2 separate regions of the Urocitellus parryii genome follow, and region 1 is linked to region 2. The links are chromatin contacts, called in public Hi-C maps. All regions are on one chromosome and are shown on one strand. The core of a region is the stretch at or near the end of the contact, and the rest is flanking DNA. Distances in the headings are between cores, read along the strand shown.

The links. A called contact is a pair of places that touch in the nucleus more often than the background predicts.
Region 1: a contact with region 2 is called in a Hi-C map of muscle, with 4 times the contacts expected there. The contact joins the promoter of Imp3 here to the promoter of Man2c1 in region 2. A contact is called at or near these places in 2 of 2 Hi-C or Micro-C datasets (liver and muscle).

Annotation. Positions count from the first base shown.
Region 1 is chr6:118,537,207-118,541,885 of mUroPar1.hap1, reverse strand. Imp3 (IMP U3 small nucleolar ribonucleoprotein 3) reads left to right here and starts at 3,356. Exons shown (of 1, transcript XM_026387822.2): 1 at 3,356-4,343. The coding sequence starts at 3,451. The coding sequence ends at 4,005.
Region 2 is chr6:118,332,559-118,336,844 of mUroPar1.hap1, reverse strand. Man2c1 (mannosidase alpha class 2C member 1) reads left to right here and starts at 1,783. Exons shown (of 25, transcript XM_077800024.1): 1 at 1,783-1,923; 2 at 2,717-2,840; 3 at 3,865-3,935. The coding sequence starts at 1,826. It overlaps Sin3a (SIN3 transcription regulator family member A), which reads left to right. Exons shown (of 21, transcript XM_026387773.2): 21 at 1-637.

The DNA.
Region 1 (4,679 bases), core at 2,107-4,606, 200 kb before region 2:
TCCTGGTGGACATCTTTAGGAGGTCATTATTCTACTTACCATACAATCTCATCAATCTCAATAAACAAAGGACATAAAGAGGCATTTCCCAGAGTAAGAAACACATAAAGCTTTTATTCATTGAAACAACGCAAATTAAAATCACAATGAAATACCATTACACATTGGGCCATGGTGGTACATGCCTATAACCCACTTCAGCACCACATAAAAATAAATAAGTGAAGTAAAGGTATTATATCCACTCAAGAGCTTTGTAATGTTGTGAACAACCAATAAAAAAAATTTTAAAAAAAGGTATTATATCCAACTACACTAAAAAATAAAATGTTTAAAACAAACAAACAAACAAAATAGCTGGGAATGTCGCTCAGAGGTAAAGTGCCAAAAAAAAAAAAAAAAAAAAAAAGAAGGAAGGAAGAAAACAGATACACATCTACACACCACATTGGCAACCATTTTAAAAACTAATAACCAAGCCTGGCACAGTGGTACATGCCTGTAATCGAAGCGACTCAGGAGACTGAGGCAGGAGAATTGCAAGTTTGAGGCCAGTCTTGGCAACTAGTAAAGCCCTGTCTCAAAATAATAAATTAAAAAAGGCTATGGGTGTGGCTCAGTGGTACAGCATCCTGGGTTTAGCTGAGTGTGGTGGCAAAGCAGCTCAGGAGGCTGGGGAAGGAGAATAGCAGGAGTTAGGCCTGCCTCAAAACAAAACAAACAAACAAACAAAAACTGGCTGGGGATGTGGCTGGTGCTTCTGGGTTAAATCCTTGGTACCAAAAAAAAAAAAAAAAGAGGACCCTTGGGTTTAAGCTCCTGTACTGCAAAACAAAAAACAACCTAACAATAACAACAAAAATAACCAAGCATTTATGAGAATAGGAAGAAAAGGGGATTCTTTTTTATTTATTTATTTTATTATTTATTTATTTATTTTTAAATATTTATTTATTTATTAGTTATTGGCGGACACAACATCTTTGTTGGTATGTGGTGCTGGAGGATCGAACCCAGGCCGCACGAATGCCAGGTGAGCGCGCTACCGCTTGAGCCACATCCCCAGCCCCATTTTTTTTTTTTTAAGAGAGAAACAGAGAGAGAGAGAGTCAGAGAGAGAATTTTCATATTTATTTTTTAGTTTTCGGCGGACACAACATCTTTGTATGTGGTGCTGAGAATCGAACCTGGGCCGCACGCATGCCAGGCAAGCGCAATACTGCTTGAGCCACATCCCCAGCCCTCTTTTTTTTTTTTTTTTAATACCTTTATTCTATTTATTCATTTGTATGTGGTGCTGAGGACCGAACTCAGGGCCTCACATGTGCTAGGCAAGCACTCTACTGCTGAGCTATCACCCCAGCCCCAGGGAATTCTTATATATTCCCAAAGGAATATAAATTCATACAATCTTTTTGGAAACAATTTGGCAATATCTACTAAGGTTGACTAGAAACTCTCCTACAATGTATACTGGAAACTACTGCATATGTGCAACATATGACATGTATAAAAATGTTAATGGCAATTTTGCTGAAAACAGTCCCTCCAAAGAAATCCAACAATAACAAAGCCAACAGGAAAATGGATTAATAAATGAGTCAAACAAAGACTATTACACGATAGGGAGAAAAGCAATTACAGCTACACATAACAAACTCCAATCAATGTCTTGTCTTCTATGAAAAACTTCTGAAATATCAGGGTGCACACAAATTAAGATCTTGTTAAAATGAGATTGAGTCTCAGGAATAGGACCTGAGAGTCTGCATTTCCAACAAGCTCTCTGTTGATCCACAGGTTACACTTTGAATAAACTCGGTCTTCAGGTGTGGGGCTTAGAGGTAGAGTGCTTGCCTAGCATGGGTAAGGTTCTGGGTTCCATCCCCAGCACCTAATATTAAATACATATGTGTGAGTGTGTGTGTGTGTGTGTGTGTGTATACATATATTTGTATGTATAATGATGAAAAAAATTTTAAACAAAATAATAAACACAAAATTCAGGAGAAGAGCTGGGCGGAGTGGTGCACATCTGTAACCCCAGCAACTCCGGAGGCTGAGGCAGAAGAATCACAAAGTCGAGAACGGCCTGGTCAATTGAGTAAGAAACTGTTTCAAAATTAAAAAAAAAAAATTAGATGGGCTGGGGAATGTAGCTCAGTGGTAGAGCGCCCCTAAAAAATACCGCCAAAAGAAGCTGGATTAGGTAAATGAAATGGTTCAATTGTTCTGGTGATGTTTACTTAAATATGCTGTTGAGTACACGAGTATGCATTATACACGATAACTTACATGTTACATATGTATTTTCCAGCTAGCAAATACTGCATTAAAAAAAAAAAAGGACAATAAAAACCAAAGTGATCAGAGTAGAAGCTAGATGGCGTCAGAGGCCTAGGTTAAAAGGGAGTTAGTCCCGCAGCGCTCAAATGTAATTTACATATCTAACGAGCTCAAACAGCGTTCAATACTCGGTGGCCAGAAATCCACCCAAGCTAATTCGTTTGAGGCTACACTAAAGGGTTAGGACTTGTACTAACAGTCCAAGTTTCTCAAATTCGCTGTATTTCGTGAAACCACCTGGCACTTGTTAAAAATAAAGATTTCCAGTCAGGCGCAGTGGCACACGCCTGTAATCCCGGCAACTAGATAGGTTGAGTGATGATAGCGAGTTCGAGTCCCGGGCAATTTAGTGAGACCCTATCTCAAAAATAAAATAAGGGTTGAGGATATATCTCCGTGGCAGAGCACCCCAGGTTCAATACCCAATACCACGGGGCTGGGGAGGGAGGAGAAAAAATTAAAAATACAGGATTTGCAGACAGTTCCGCAATAGATTCCGATCTTATCAGTGTAGGAAGTGGCCAGGGAATCCGCATGCCATAGGTTTAGTGCAGTCCAGCCCTATTTGGCAAGGAGAAACCGCTCTGCTCGCCCGGTGAAAGACCTAGCAGTCGCAGGCGAAAGACTGACTGCTCGGTCAGCCTCCGCCGCAGGGTAGTCGCGAGCGCAGTGAACCCAACTTAAAGAGGCGGTCATCACTCCCCTCCCGCGGAATTGGCCCCCCCAGGTTTTCGGGGAAAGCCTCTGCTGAGAGTCCCCAAAGGGTAGAAATCTGAGAGAAAATTGTTACTGCACTAGAGGATGCATTCTCGGTTACTATGATGCCCAAGGTCGCCCCTGGATTCTCCTTCACTACCCACCAGGGGCACTTCTCACGCCTCCCCCCACCCCGGCCGCCCACGAGAACGACACAAGAAACGCGAGATACCGATGCAAAGGTGTGGCCCAACTCTGACCAATGGGGTTGGGGGGCGTGGCTTCTAGCCTTTCTTTCATTGGCCCAGGGCCTTCCAGAAACTCGGTATTCAGGCGTCGCTGCGGTAGTCGCTCGGGCGTCTGAACGCGCTTTCAATTTAGCTTGTCCCTCTTTCGGCTGCCGCCATCATGGTGCGGAAGCTTAAGTTCCACGAGCAGAAGCTACTGAAGCAGGTGGACTTCCTGAACTGGGAAGTCACTGACCACAACCTGCACGAGTTGCGCGTGCTGCGGCGTTACCGTCTGCAGCGGCGCGAAGACTACACCCGGTACAACCAGCTGAGCCGCGCGGTGCGCGAGCTGGCGCGGCGACTGCGCGACCTCCCCGAGCGTGACCCGTTTCGCGTGCGTGCCTCTGCCGCCCTTCTGGACAAGCTGTATGCTCTCGGTCTGGTGCCGACGCGCGGATCGCTCGAGCTCTGCGATTTCGTCACAGCCTCATCCTTCTGTCGCCGCCGCCTTCCCACAGTGCTCCTCAAACTGCGCATGGCACAGCATCTCCAGGCTGCCGTAACTTTCGTGGAGCAGGGCCACGTGCGTGTCGGCCCGGACGTGGTTACCGATCCCGCCTTCCTTGTCACTCGCAGCATGGAGGATTTTGTCACCTGGGTCGACTCTTCCAAGATCAAGAGGCACGTGCTGGAATACAATGAGGAGCGCGATGACTTTGATTTGGATGCCTAGCAGATCTCGCCGCGTCTGCCTTTTACAGATGAGAAAGTTGAAGCCTCATACTGGAGATTCTGAATGCCCTTGCCAAGAGCACCGGTCTTGGGTTCTTAAAAACTTGGCTTCTTAATTGCAGGTCACAGTAGCGGGAGTGAGGAAGTTTGTTCCTGTTTTCCAGGACATTTTCTTAGAACTTGGATCACTGACTATTAAATGACTACCTTGGGAGACAGTGGGGATTGTTAGCTGTTTTTGCCTGAAGCATTGTGTAAAAGCTGTAACGTTGCCTTCTCCTCCCTTTCCTTTATCAGTTTGTACTAGGAATATTTGGTTCAATTTATTTAACTCAAGTATTTGTTCCTGATCGTCATTAACCTGTGTACATATGGAGAGTTTGGGCTCAAGTTCGCATAAAATGGGTTGAGACTTTTCACTTGTAATCCCAGCTACTCTGGAGGTTGAGGCAGGAGGATCGTAAGTTGGAGGTCAGCCTGGGGGCTAGGACAAATTAAAAAAAAATAATAATGCTTGCCTAGAATTTGCTAAACCCTGGGTTCAATCCTCAGGCAAAAGAAAAAAAGAAAAGACTTTAGTGTTAAGAGTTCCTTTCCTCCTGTAAAGAAACACTTTCCCTAGTACCAATAAATGGCCCAACCACTTTGTAAATGCAACTTTTCTTATAGTTTTCT
Region 2 (4,286 bases), core at 534-3,033:
AATAAATTCTCAACCCAAGTCCCTTATCCTCACCAGAGAACAGCTGTGAAGCAGTGATTCTGGCTTCAGTTCCTTTTTCAGGGTACAAACAGAATTTTGCTTTAAGTAGTCATTAGTCACTTGCACTCCTCCCAAGTCAAAATACCCAAAAATTTAAAAATAGAATACTTCAATCTTTTAGTATGTATTTCTCTCTTGAAATACTTTTTATATTGGGTGTTTGTTAAGCTATGTAGCTTGTATTTACAACTATTTTTTTTAATCTTCTCCTTATTGGGAATGAGAGTGAACAACTTAAAATACCAAACCAGTATTTGAAAGAAGTATGTATAAGGTATGAGGTACAAGTGGGCTTGGGAGGGAGAGAATTTGATCAATTTCCTTAGCAACTCCAAGTGTGAGATAGATTTTTTTAATCACATAAAATTGGCATACATTTAAACATGAATGATAAGGAATTTTATATGTGAATAACCTTGATTTTCTGAACAAAGACTAACTAGCCCTCAGTCATCTGGTGGGTTTTTTTTCCAGCAACCATCACCCTAATCATACTAGTCACAGTTGTAATCAAGAGTGTTTTGTGTATTTTTTTGTTCACTTTTTAATTAAAAATCCCCAACACCAACACAAAGAAAAAGTTTGGCTCCTGGATTTTCAAAACACAAGGTATATCTCTGTTTTTAGGCTTTGTGTTACAGGGTGACAACAGATGAATGGCAAAAAGAGCCCTGTGGGAGTAGGAGGTTCTAGGTCAAAGCTGGGACAGGTCCTGACTTCTGATCCCCAGTGGGACAAAAAAAACCTTGAGGTTTTCTCAGCAATAATTCACCCATTGCCTTGTGCTCCCCCTCAAGAAAGATAATGACGACTTGGGGCTATGGGGGAAAATTAGCCTCACCCGGTCAGCCACAGGTGTTGCTGCCTCTACACAGTATTGTCCTAAGCACCTAATCACATTTGACATTCTGAGCTTGGTCACATTTATACGTGACTTGCTTTTGAACTGTTGTCAACTTGGTCAGTATTTCCACTAAAATATCAGGGCTAATGTGTATATATTTTACCTTCCGAGTACTTTTGTAGACAAGATTCTAGCAAACCCAGATGGGGGAAGCAGGAAGAATACTAGTTGCTCCAGTACAGTAGGGATGATGAGAATGAAATTACTTCTGGCATTATGGCTTCCATGGACTCTGCAGTCCTGTATGGTGAAATACATTATTGGGATCCCCAATACTCTGATCTGCAATCTCAAATAAAAATTTTTCGTTTCTAATGGTGAACAAGAGTTAGTGGTTGAGATACATGTAGATAATATAAAGCATGGAAGAGAGGCTTATTGTGGTGCAGATCTCTTCCTATTATTTAACATTCTGTCCACTGATCAGGAAAAACCCATCTGGGCGACTTTCCAGGTTAAACAACAATTTTCACCAGAATTGGTGTTGGAAATAGAAAGCAAAGGAATTAAAGTGCTGCTTCACAGCCCTGGGTTTGTAGCAGCTAAGGCTCCCGCTTGTCGTGCTAAATGAATAAGTTGTAAGTCTGTCTCAAGATCCTTATAGAGCTTTTGCCAAGCTTCCCATTTTATTTAGGGATTTACTCTGAGGCCTGCTATCAGAGGAAACTAGAGAGCTTCAAAAACTTAGCTTCTTCTAACCCGAAGTTCAGACAGTGCCTGGGCCCCACAAAGCCGCCGGTGTTCCAAGAAAAGTTGCCCGGGCCGGAAGGCGCCCGTCAGATGCCGGAACCTTTGGTTCCAGGCTGTGGACCGTGCCGGCAACACCCAGAACCTTCCGGGGAGAGGAGGCGGCGGCGCATCATGGCGGCGCCAGCCCTGAAGCACTGGCGCACCACGCTGGAGCGGGTGGAAAAATTCGTGTCGCCTGTCTACTTTACTGACTGTAACCTCCGTGGCAGGTGTGGCCCCTTGCGAGGAGTTGGCCCATTGCACCCTCGTGCTTCAGCCTTACCTTCCAGGAGGAAACGGGCTGTAGCCAGCTGGGTCGCGGGACTGAGTGCTTGCATTGGACAGGGCGGGACTCAACAGGAGATGGGTAGAGGATGGGATGTGATGCGGGGCAGTTCTCATGGCGGTGAGCTGGGGGAAAGCTTGTTTCCCTCACCTGCCGGCTGGCTCACGGGCAGAAAGGGGGTGACCTCAAGCATGCGCCCACCGTCCCCTCCCGCTTAGGCTCTTCGGGGATAGCTGCCCTGTAGCCTCACTCTCCAGCTTCCTGACGCCGGAGAGGCTTGCCTACCAAGAGGCAGTCCAACAGGACTTCAGCCCCGCACATGTCGGCGACACCTTCGGACCCACGTGCGTAAGGCCCAGCCTACGGAAGCCTTTCCAGGCTTGCTCACAACCTTGAGGCAGAGCCGTTCATTGTCTATCCTCTGCCCTAGACAGCTGCTGGGGACAGAGCAGCGCTCTCTGCTGGAAACAGCTCCTTGGTCCCTCAGAGTCTCTATGGAAGAGTTTTCATGCTCTCTGGACACCCCTTATTTTCCTGATCAGGACCCCTGATTCCTCTGCCTCTTTTCCTCACTTTGCTGATCACTGGTTTCTACTTTCTTGGGGCCCAGAGCTGAGTACCTTGTGATGCTTCAGATACTTGGAGGAAGTATCAAACCCCTGCTGACACATAATCCAAGGAAGTATGAGGACAGACAGGACTTCAGTCCTAGGCCCATCAAAATGACTCTCTTGCAGATGGTGGACCTGCTGGTTCAGGGTGGAGCTGAACATCCCAGAGGCATGGGTGGGCCAGGAAGTTCACCTTTGCTGGGAAAGTGATGGAGAAGGCCTGGTCTGGCGTGATGGGGAACCTGTCCAGGTGAGGGTCTCTGCCCTAGAGCCAGGTGTGACCACATTTCAGCTCTGTCTTGAAGGAACAACAGTTAAGGTTTTGCCTGGTACTGGTCTCAGGATTTCAAGACTGGGGAAGTGCCTGCTTGGATACCACTATGGTGGGTCCATAGTTTATAGCAAACTAGTGTTTATCATATGTAGTACATGCATATGGAGGAATTTTCAACAGTTCTAGATAGTATAAAATAAAACAGTTATGTTATTTTCCCCTGAAGTAATAGGTTTCTTCTACTCCCCCATCTCATTCCCTAGATATAACTCTGTAAAGTTTTATATCAGGTTTAGTCTTCGTAATCCTATGTGATAGGTCTTTATGTACATTAAGAAGAAGATACATAGAGGTTTGCTCACTGGTTCACACAACTTCCATTCCAAATTGGCTTGGACTCTGGATCTGGGTTTAGGACTGTCGTTCTTCCTGACCTAAAAGAAGACAGAGCCCTTCCCTCCCTTCACTGGCTTGACAGAGGTCTTCTGGTGCACTGTCTGCTAAGTCTAGGGACACAGAGAACAAAGCAAACCTGTCCCTAACTTCATGGAGTTTACCTTCTGATATTTATTCAAGGTGTGCACAGGTCTCCTAACGCCTGCCCAGAACTCAAGACCATGGGCTTTATTGCTAATAAAAGGTGCTCTTTGGGGCTGGGGTTGTGGCTCAGTGGTAGAGCACTTGCCTGGCATGTGTGAGGCCCTGGGTTTGATTCTCAGCACCGCATATAAATAAATAAATAAAATAAAAAAAGATCTATTTACAACTAAAAATATTTTTAAAAAATAAAATAAAAAAATAAAAAGTGCTCTTTGGGGGTCATGGTGCTGGCTGCCCTAGAGAGTGAGGCACCTACTACCAGGGGTCCCTAATTTGTCAATCTTGGCCTTAATTTGAAGAGAGGAGCTAAGGACCACTTGAGGGAACTTGGCCTCCCTCAATTTATATTTCACTTGAACTATCCAAAGTCCTCAGCCCTCTCTTCTCCCCTCCCTACCAGGGGTTGACCAAAGAGGGTGAGAAAACCAGTTATGTCCTGACTGACAAGCTGGGAGAAGGAGACCCCCGAAGGTGAGTGAATCCCTGTGCCCCATTGATCTAGGAGGAGCAGGGGCCCAAGTAACCTCAAAAGCACCCCTACCTCTAATACATCCATCTTACATAGTTTGTTTTCAGAAAACATGATTTTTTCTTGTGCTAAATACAGAAAAGCACAAAGAAATTAACTTCCATTATCTTATCACCTAGAGATGACCATTATTAACATCTCAGCATTCATATTCTCAGTATTTCAGTAAAAAAAAAAGTTACCGTTGAGATTATATTGCTTCTAAATTTTTACTTGTTTGTTTTTTTATTGCAGTGCTGGGGATTGAACCCAGGGCCTTATGCATACTAGGCAAGCCTCTACCACTGAGCCAT